Linked DNA regions of Mus musculus: all the other regions are linked to region 2. The links are chromatin contacts, called in public promoter capture Hi-C maps. All regions are on one chromosome and are shown on one strand. Each heading gives the region's core, a stretch centred on a gene start, on an enhancer-like site or on the middle of the called end of the contact. The rest is flanking DNA. Distances are from core to core; before and after follow the strand shown. Region 1 holds the start of Sowaha (sosondowah ankyrin repeat domain family member A). Region 2 holds the start of Clk4 (CDC like kinase 4). Region 3 overlaps Hspa4 (heat shock protein 4).

The links. Promoter capture Hi-C pulls out the DNA fragments that hold promoters and counts their contacts.
Region 1: a contact with region 2 is called in a promoter capture Hi-C map of liver, with 2.3 times the contacts expected there. The contact joins the promoter of Sowaha here to the promoter of Clk4 in region 2. A contact is called at or near these places in 1 of 39 promoter capture datasets (liver) and 1 of 115 datasets of contacts at active chromatin or transcription factors (astrocytes).
Region 3: a contact with region 2 is called in a promoter capture Hi-C map of the C10 cell line, with 7 times the contacts expected there. The contact joins the enhancer-like site here to the promoter of Clk4 in region 2. A contact is called at or near these places in 2 of 39 promoter capture datasets (the C10 cell line and liver), 6 of 484 Hi-C or Micro-C datasets (CD4 T cells, CD8 T cells, Th1 cells and 3 more), 1 of 115 datasets of contacts at active chromatin or transcription factors (large pre-B cells) and 2 of 9 other capture datasets (adipose tissue and liver).

The regions. Positions count from the first base shown.
Region 1 is chr11:53,478,468-53,481,599 of GRCm38.p6, forward strand. Sowaha (sosondowah ankyrin repeat domain family member A) reads right to left here and starts at 1,728. Exons shown (of 1, transcript NM_183173.2): 1 at 1-1,728. The coding sequence starts at 1,440.
Region 2 is chr11:51,261,119-51,264,625 of GRCm38.p6, forward strand. Clk4 (CDC like kinase 4) reads left to right here and starts at 1,996. Exons shown (of 13, transcript NM_007714.6): 1 at 1,996-2,151. BC049762 (cDNA sequence BC049762) reads right to left here and starts at 1,886. Exons shown (of 3, transcript NM_001382322.1): 1 at 1,515-1,886. The coding sequence starts at 1,539.
Region 3 is chr11:53,277,228-53,280,742 of GRCm38.p6, forward strand. Hspa4 (heat shock protein 4) reads right to left here. Exons shown (of 19, transcript NM_008300.3): 7 at 3,241-3,485. Among named protein-coding and RNA genes, the nearest start is that of Hspa4, 21 kb to the right of the region's middle. Within about 2 kb of position 1,349, at least 7 of the 459 cell types and tissues checked have an H3K27ac peak or open chromatin away from gene starts, as enhancers often do. A contact at or near this core is called in adipose tissue, where this site is marked.

The DNA.
Region 1 (3,132 bases), core at 478-2,977, 2.2 Mb after region 2:
GCCCAGAAACGCACTAGTGGTGGAGCTGAGGATGGTGGCGGCTACCTGCACGGGGTGCCGAGACACAAGGCTCCCACTGCCACCACTGGCCGCATCAGGCTCCATCATAGATCGCAGGCCAGGGTCACCCAGTAAACGCCTCAGCGCGTAGGAGGAGCCAGGCCGTAGGTACTGGTAGGCACGCCGGCCGCTGTAGTCGCGGACGTGCACTTGGGCACCCAAGCGCACCACTAGCAGCACAGCAGCATCCTCGTGGCCGTGCAGAGCCGCCAGGTGCAGCGGCGTGTAGCCACCGTGAGAGCGCGCGTTCACGTCCACGGGCGCGCCTCCACGCCGCGCCACCTCCACCAGCTGTAAAGCCATCTCCCGGTCGCCGTTCTTGGCCGCCCAGTGTAGCGCGGTGAAGCCGGACATGAAGTCGCGCTTGGCAGCCAGGCCGCGGTCCCGCAAGAGCAACCCGTGCAGCTGGTGACTCCAACGACCGCTGGCCGTGCGCACCAGCCACTCGTGCTCCGTGGGCTCCAGGGGCACCGCGGGTGACGGTAGCGGCGCGACGGGCATCTCCTCCGTGTCCGGACTCAGCAGGCGCGGACCGGCGCGGGACAGGCGCCTGAGATGCGGGGAACGGCCGGGTCCCAGGTGGAGTCCCAGACCCGACTCCTCTACCGAAAGCCTCCGCAGGAGCATCGGGGAGCCCCGTGGGCTCGGCTCCTCCGAGCGCTGCCGGCGCAGGCCCTGCTCCTCCGCGCGGATCCGCAGCGCCGCGGGGCCAGGAACGACGCAGCGCACCGGCAGCATGCAAGGCTTCTGCGGTGGCACTTGCGCCGTGGGAGGTGCAGGCTCCGGGCCTGGCGACTCTGTGCTCGTCAGGGCCAGCCCCGACGGCACGCTGGCGGGTCGGGCTAGCTCCGAGGACCGAGGTAGCGCCGGATCCTCCGGCCCCCCGGGCTGTGGCGCTGAGCCTGATGGCGCCTCAACCTGGGTGACCTCTGAGGGTAGGGTCTCAGGGGTGTGCTGTAGCTCGGATGGTGCGGACGAGTCCTCCGGCGGTTCTCCTGATCGCTGTGGGGAGTGGGGAGCCCCGGGGGCACAGTTGTCCTCCGCTGGGACAGCAGCGCACTGGGCCAGCGCGGCTGGCACTCCAGGGCTGGAGGGGAGTGGGGCCTCGGGTCCTTCCGGCGGCCGGGGCTTCTTTCTCAGCACCACGAACTTGACCCCATCCAGCTCCTTCACCACGGCCACGTTGTTGACGAACTGCTTGAAGCGGTCCCTACGGGCCGCGCGGCCCCGTGGGTCCCCAGCGTCCAGCAGCGGCTTGAAGCGGCTCAGCAGCTCGGAGTTGCGCACCTGCCCGCCGTGCTCCCGCAGGAAGCCCAACACCGCCGCCTGGCTCACCCCTGCGGCAGCAGCGGCGGCAGCGGCGGCGGCTGCCAGCGCCATTCTCGGTGTCTGCGACTCCGGGGTCGCCCCAGCCGCCCAGCCGGGCTCACCTGGGACTCTGATTTCCGAAACTGGACTGCAGTCACGCCCTCGCCGCCGTGCTGAGAAGTCTCCGGGCGAAGGGCACCTGGGACTCCTATCCTCCGCCTGCGCCAGGCCTGGCCCCCAGACTGGGGGGTAGGTTGCTGCTGAGAGGTCCTGTCCAATGGGCGCCAGGCTCCATGCCCCTGTGCGGCGCTCGGCTTACAGGTGACAGCTGCCACTGGAGGTGCGGAGGGAATGGGAAAGCGGAACCTCTCTGCACTGCCCCCACCAATTAAAGGCGGAATTAAAGGCGCAGCGTTGCTCTTCAGCTCCACTCCCGGTTGCTAGGTGGGTGTGTTCCCTGGGGATGTTGCAGCGTATGGGCGAGGCGTGGGTATTTATTACCTTCAGCACTATTTACCACAAAATAAAAGCAATATTTTACATATATATGTCCTTGCACTGCATATATTGCATCAATACCTCTCCAATGTCTGATGCTTTTTATATAGGGGGAAAAAAACCAACCAGATTTACAAAATTCATAGCAAGAACAGTTCCCTGTGTGGTATTGAGTGCAGGGTACTGGAGGCTCACAAGAGGTTTAGGAAGCAGTTTTCTCATGATAGATAATACTTTTTGAAATGTGGAGCTTTGCGATCTACATATTTTATTATTCGTTGACTTTCTGTCTCTCTGTCTCTCTCTGTCTATCTGTTTCTCTCTCTCTCTCTCTCTCTCTCTCTCTCTCTCTCTCTCTCTCTCTGTGTGTGTGTGTGTGTGTGTTTTGTAGGTCAGAAAGAAGATAACTTGAGACATTGGTTCGGCTTTCCATCATTACATGGGCTCTGGAGTGCAAATTCACATCATCTGGTTTGGTGGCAGGCACCTTTACTCACTGAGCCATTCCAAAAATACCCCCTTTATTTTTGTCTCTATATGAAGTTCAAGTTGGTCTGGAACTTGTGCTGTCACCGCCTCAGTCCTGAGTGCTAGGATTATAGGTGTGTGCCACCATGCTTGCCCAAAATAACCCATTTCATATAGGATTTCAGGAATAAACCCACAGGAAAAAACAAAGAAGGAAAAAATATCAGCAGCAGAAATGACCATTAACATTTTGACATACTTTCTTCTACTATGAATTCATGTGTCTTTTATACTTTAAAAATTAAAAAAAAAAAGCAAAATAGAAACCATATTGAAGTGTTAAGTATGGAACCCAGGGCTTTACAAATGCCAGGATACAGCACCACACCTCCAGCCCATGCTGTTTCTAAAACTTCAGTTATTTCACAAATATTTATTGAGAACATAGCCAGGCCCTTTCAGGCTGTGATACATGTTAGCAGAGATAAACGCTTTGACCTAGCAGAGTTCATTTATCAGGAGGAAACAGAAGTCAGAAAGCTCTGTAATGTGCTATGTGAGCTATAGCATACCCTAGAAATACTATAGAGAACACTATAGTATAGAAATACTATAGAGAACACTATAGTATAGAAATACTATAGAGCATGGAGAAGCTCACCAGGGACAGGGTGGGGGTTTCAGCTGGGCAGTGGTACAGGACAGCATCCATTGTGAAGGTGAACCGAGGGTGTGGGGTAGGGAGTTATGCAGATGAGAAAGAACTTCTTCAGTGAGGGTGGAGGCGGGGTTGCTTGC
Region 2 (3,507 bases), core at 746-3,245:
AGTATTTCCAGAGGGTACATGCATCTGTGATCTGGCCCTGGATCTGAGACCCGTTCATTGATAGGTCAGACCTAATAGCTCACACCAGTGATGCCAGCAATTCGGAAGCTGTAACAGGAGGATTTCTACAAGTTCCAGGCAAGCTTAGACTAAATAATAAGTTCCAGATTGTCCCTGTGTATACAAAGACGATCACAAAGGAAGAGGGGAAAAAAGAAGAAAGAATAGTGGGGAAGGAGAGAAGAGAGACCCATATAAGTAATTAAAGGAGCAGTGCAGGGCACTTCCTGTATTCCCTGAATGGTATGAATTCAGATGCTTCCTGCCCACTCCATATGCTCTGCAGAGTGCACTGGGAATTGGGATGCTTTCAACATTGTTTGACTGAATCTTTGTTACTCCTGTGCTGTTTGACTTTCTCTTCAGAAGTGTTAGGAACCCTGGAGGAAACTGGGATATTGTCCATCTTGGGCAGTATGGGATGCCTGAGAGATCCATTGTGACTCATTCATGGTGTGGCCTTTAATCAACTTTGCTAAATGTGAAGGGATTCATTGTTTCATAATGGGAGCTTCAGAGACAAATCACCATGAAACGAGCCTTTTCAAGACAGACCCTTTTGGTCTTGCCAAAAGATGGACTCAGAATACTTTTCTCTAACTGATTAAGAAAAAAGTAAGTTGTTTTTTACTTTGTTGCATGAATGGAGGCAGTAAGTATGACAATGAAACCGTAAGCTAGCAAAGTTTGAATGGTATTTTCAGGAGTTAAATTTGTCATTAAAGCAAGGAGCTAAGAATCACCTCTTAGAGTTGTCTAGATTACTAAGACTGTCTATAAAGTGATTGGCATAGAGTATTTAATTAATCTGGTTATGACAGCTCATATTTATGCTTCAAGCTCTTGGAGGAAGGAGATAAGAGATAGGACGACCAGAAGAAGTTCAACCCTACTGGGTTAGACAGTAATTATGGTGTTGGATTCTCAGCAGTTTTGTTTTTTGAGTTTTGATCTCATGTAGCTCAGACTGGCCTTGAACTTGCTATATGGCCCAGGATGACCTAGAATTCCTGATCCTCCTGTTTCTAAATCCTAAATGCTGGGATTACAGGCCTGCACCACAAAAGCCCAGTTCTCTGAAATTAAAAAAGGATATATATTAAGAATTTGTTATGTCGCCAGGCAGTGATAGTGCACGCCTTTAATCCCAGCACTTGGGAGGCAAGAGGCAGGTGAGTTTCTGAGTTCAAGGCCAGCCTGGTCTACCGAGTGAGTTCCAGGACAGCCAGGATTACACAGAGAAACCCTGTCTCGAAAAAAAAACCAAAAAGTCTGACCACAAATGCCCGTTTGTTGAGTAACTGTAGTAGAAAATCATGAGGCTGCCATGGTTGTAACCGGAAGAATACTGTCAGAAGTCTTAGGACAAACCTCCCCATTCCTTTCGATTTGCTGGCTGAGAAGGCGAGGAGGAAGAGAGAGAGGAAGGCAAAGAGAAAGAGAAGGGTAAGCACCTGCTACGCTTGTTTTTAGAGGCATATTCAGGTAAACTTCTCCAAATCCAGTTTAGAGCGGAAGCGCCAGGTGACAGCCATATCCTGGTCACTGAGCTGCCCTAGCTGGGAGCATTCGGGGACTCTGCGCTCTGGTGGCTCTACCTGGAGCTGAGGTTGAGGGGCGACTGGTAGATGGAGTGCGATGAGCTTCCCACTTTAAGCTGATGGGAAAAGGTCAGAGGTTGGCCCTACCCAGCGTGGCCACGCCCAGCAAAACTCTTCGAGAGCCCGACGCGCGCCGCAGACTTAAGGCGGGCTTCCAGGTTCACCTAAGAACAGAAAGAACCTCAGCCTGACAAGCGGACAGAACCTCGTCCTACCCGCGCCTCCAGCGCTGCGCAGCCGCAGTGTGGCTGATCAAGCCCCGCCGTCCCTGACGTCACAGACCCCTCGTCCCCTTGCACGATCTGTGGGCGGGCACGAGGCTTCGTGACGCATGCGCGCTGGCTCGGCGTAGGTGGCGCTGGAGCCACCTGAGGAGGTTGTAGGGTGACGGCGCGGACGCCATTTTGTCGGTGTCTGTCGCAGCGGCTGGAGAGGAACGACGGCGGTTTGGCGACATTTCTCGGCCAAAAGGCCGCTTGCTTTTGCGGAGGTGAGGTGGGCAGTGTCGCGCGGAGCCAGGTGTCTGAGGAGAGAGTGGGCTTTGGGCGTCAGCACCGGGAGGATGCGTCCGCGGGGCTGGCGGGGTGCCTCTCGGCCGGCGGCGACAACACCCGAGCTGCCGCGGTTTCGCCGCTCGAGTCAAGGCCCGCAGGCCCCGGGTTCGCCCGACGGTGCGGTCCGGCAGCTTGGGCCTCGCTCACCTCTTGTCAAGGCCTCGGCCGTCCATCGCAGGAACCAGCGGGGAGACCCTTGGCGGGACGCATCCCCGGTACTAGTGCCGTCCAGAGTCGAAGTCACCCCGACCCCCTACTCACCCCTGTCTGTGGCCTCGGCCGTTTGCATAACCGGAGCCTTTTCCAAAGTCCGCTATTCGCTCTGTTGTTCAGCTCTAAGGGCCCTGGCCAGCTGCCCGGAAGAGGTAGGGCAGGCGCTGCGGCGAGCCAGGCAGCGGCTGGAGTTCACCTCCAGCTTCGAGGATCACACTTGGGAAGGAAGGTTCGTCCTTCATGCCAGGCGGTCACCCCACCCCAAGCCCCCCCTAGATCTGGGTCGCCCCGATTGCCCAGGCATTATGTAGGCCAGGCAGGACTCGAACTCAGGAGATTCTCCTGCCTCTGCCTCCTGAGTGATGGGATTAGAGAGCTGAGTGATGGAATTAGAGAGCGAACATTGCATTTACATTGTGACAGCTCTGTTGCTCAAGTAGCCAACCCTCTAAACCAGTGGACCGATTGTCACCTGGTCTAATGTTAAAGCTGCAGATATTTGGCCTAATTTTGAACACGCACCCGAGGGCCTCTTGTACCCCCACTTAAATGGGAGACTGAAACTTCTAAAACGTGGTGGAGAATAATATTTCTAGTATGAGCGTATACATATGGGTTCCATTGTATCTTTTATTGAAAGGATACAGAGGATTGTAGCATGATTTTTAAGTGTTAGAGATAGTGTAATATTTTGAGGTAGCTTTTCTTTCCTGTGTATGAAAGCTCTCATGAGCTCAGAAATCTTTTACTTTGCCTCCTAAGTAAATATTTCTTTGTTGGTTGTTTGAAACAAGGTCTCGCTGTGCAGACCAGGCTGTCCTTGAAGTCTCTCAGAACTCCACCTGCCTCTGCCTCTAGGGTGGCACGTGTCACCACACCTGCCTAAAAACAAAGTATTTCCGAACTCGGCCAGAGATCAGAGGAGGGATGGGGAATGTTAGTCGGGGCCTATTGGGACAAGGACCCACTGATAGGTGGGTTTGCATATTAGTCACTTGAGAAGTTGAGATTTGTCCTGTGAGAGGTAAACTGGCTGTAGCGATGTGAAGTGGAGGGGGAGGGGGTAACTTGAAGCAAGC
Region 3 (3,515 bases), core at 99-2,598, 2.0 Mb after region 2:
CATGAAGCCCTGCGCTCCATCCCACTATACTTAGAACAGGATATGGTGGTTCTCAACCTCAACCCTAGCACTCCAGAGTAGCACAGAAAGGAAAAGAGTTCAAAGTCAACAAACAAAATAACCTGTGTCCAAAAAAAAGCAAGCAAAAAAGTTCTTCAGGCAATGGTGGCAACACACCTTTAATCCCTGCACTCCCAAGGCAGAGGCAGGTGGAACTCTGTCAAGCCTGGTCTACAGAGCAGCCAGAGCTACACAGACTTACAAACCCTGATTTAAAAAAAGCCCAAGGAAGCAGCCATGATGTAATGCCAGTACTGGGGAGAAAGACTGGGGAGGTGAAGAGCCGCCTGCATCACAGTGAGTTCCAAGCCAGCTAGGTATACAGAGTGACAACTATGTCACAAAAGTAAAAGGGTCTGGAGCAGAAAAACTATAAAGAACCTAGAAATACGCATTTCAACAAAAAATGCACAAAAGAATATACAAATCCAGAGTCTCTGCCCTGAGACTAGAAGGAACTCCTGAAGACTGCTATCAGGACGGAGCGTCCGTCTCTTTTAGGGGATAACAAAAACATTCTATAATTAGACAGTGGCCAAGAGTAACCACCTTATGAATGCATACAAAACATTGAAGTGTACATTTAAAATGGTAGATTCTTTTATATGAAGTTTACCTCAACAGCCACAAACAACAACAACAACAACAACAACAACAAAAAATAACCAGGAAGTGAAAACAAATTATATATGAACAAAAATTAAGATAGGGAAAGTAACCACAAAGTTTTTAAGAGCAAACAAGCCAGCAGAGACTGTCACATCCCAGAAAGGCAAAGTTCCTCAAGAAAAGCAAAGCTGGAAAACACAAAGAACACTCAACTCCTCCTCAGACAAGCTTACTTTAAGAACAGAGCCAGATGGGGGCTGGGAAGATGGTGCTCCAAAAAGTGGCTTACACACACAAGGAAAGGTTTTAAGCACTACCTCATGAGAACAATTAATTACACTCCTAAGTGCACACCTCAAAGAACTAAAAACACACATTGAAGTATCTCTGTTCAAATCTGCCTGCCTCAATTCTCAAACCATCACTAAACACTGACTATGAATGCACACATTTGCCAGAACAGGTAACGATGCACTGGTGAACACTTCACGAATAAACCTCAAAACTATCATGCACTACACACATGACATACATGCATGGTTCCACTGCTAGGATATGTGCAGAGAATGCAAATAAAATCTGAACCAGACCCAAAGGAGAACTGCTGGCAGACAGACAAACAGACTGACTGACTCTAGGACTTTAGCTACGTAATGACTGTTCCCATTATACACAAGTGATGCTTCATAGCACTGCATGTACTAAGTGTTTACTAACTGGTCACTGTGAAGTGTTTCACTGTATGGTGTGTGAATTTTAGAGATAGGATCTTCCGTGTCCCAGGCTGGCCTGAACCTCATTTGATGGTACATATTCAAGCAGCTGCCTAACTTGAGATATCACATTTACCCAGACAGAAGATTAAATGAAGTGACGCTTTCCCTGTCCCTACCCAGAGCGACAAATCCTTGTCTTTGATTACTGCCAAGGAAATGACACGTTCAGGATAGCCACGTTTCATGAAAACCAAGCCAACCTCAAACTAGGGAGCTAAAATTTGTGTTTCCTTTTAGTGAGTGGTGTGTATGTGTGTGTGTGTGTGTGTGTGTGTGTGTGTGTGTGAGAGAGAGAGAGAGAGAGAGAGAGAGAGGGAGGGAGAGAGACAGAGACAGAGACAGCACACATATGGAGGTTCTCTTCCTCTACCATGGAAATCCTAGGGACTGACCTCAGATACAAGGCTTGACAGTAACCAACTTTACTTGTCAAGTCATCTCTCTAGCCTGATCTTGAACTTCTAAGACTATCAACCTATTATAGGTTGATAGAAACTGAAACCAGGAATTCTAACCAAACACAATACCTACTGAGCCATTATCTCAATTCTCATTCTCTCTCTCTTTTTTTGTTTTTTTTGTTTGTTTTTCAAGATAGGGTTTCTCTGTGTAACTGAGTCCTGGCTGTCCATGGACTCCCTCTGTAGACCAGGCTGGCCTCGAACTCAGAGATTTGTCTGCTTCTGCCTCTTGAGTGCACCCTTCCAAACGACACAGGTTCAATTTCTAACGCCCACTATGCGGCCCTGCTGTCTTTAATTCTAGTGCCAGAGTTCTCCTTCTGGTCTCCAAAGACAAAGTATGCATGTGGCCCAGACATATATGCAGGCAAAGCACCCGTACACATAAAAAATTAACATTAGAAAAACAGCACTTGGGAGGCAGAGGCAAGTGGATTTCTGAGTTCGAGGCCAGCCTGGTCTACAGAGTGAGTTCCAGGACAGCCAGGGCTACACAGGGTACCCTGTCTCAAAAAAAAAAAAAAGAACAGCATGCAGGCAAAACAGAGTCTGAAAACACACACACCTTAACTCTTATAAACAGCATTTGATTAACAAATTTTTAAAACATATTGGCCTCCCCGTCTTTGTCTCTCTCCCTCCCTCCCTCTTCCCCTCCCTCTCCACCCACCCCACCTCTCTTGCACACAGGAGGAGGAGGGAGGCCTCACACTCATTAAAAACAAAGAGGAAAAATTCCAAGCAGGAGAAAAGGGTGAGCTAGGATATACTTGAACACTGGTCAACAATAAATACCATCTCAAATTTTTTAAGGGTCACTCAGGCACACTTCTCCAAACAAGTCATTAGTCTTGCCTGAATTCCACCAGGAGTTCACAGCCAAAAGAACATCTCACTCCCTCATCCAAGCAACACAATCAGGCAACAATAACACTGAGTGTTTCTGAAATAACCTTAAATGTCAGTTACCCAGAATTCTTGCAGTGCTGTATAAAAGGGATACTGCCCTCAAATGATCCTGAACTACTCAAAAAGAACATTTTTTAAATTGGTGCCTAAGTTAAATTCATCCTATTTCTGCATTAAAACAGTTCACTAGTTTTCCCAGTCATTTGTGTCTAATACATATTTGAATTAACTAGTGACTTTCAGAAACATTAAAGTTACCAGAATAAAAGTTTCAGTCTCCATTACTAGAACCACTAGATACAACTTTTAAATGAAAACTGGGTTCTAAATGGCTTGTAATTTTTAACATGTTAACCACCATGGTTTCATTAATCAGTTAAACAAAATAAAGGTCATTGCTCATTTAACATTAAGAACATGGTTACCTATTCATAGTTCCGGACACATCAATATCATTCATAAAACACTCAATGCTCAAAGGGAGGTCTGAAGCATTCGCACTCATCAATTTCTTGAGTTTCTCACACTCTTGAGACAGTCGTAATAAAGCACGAATTTTAGATTTTATGTCTAGCTTGTATTTCTTTCCAAATTCTTCACAGAAGTGATTTACCAACACCTCATCAAATTTTCTGCCTCCCAATGTTGTATCAAAAGCTGTGGCCAAAACCTTCAAAGAAAAAGAGGATAATCAAAAAAT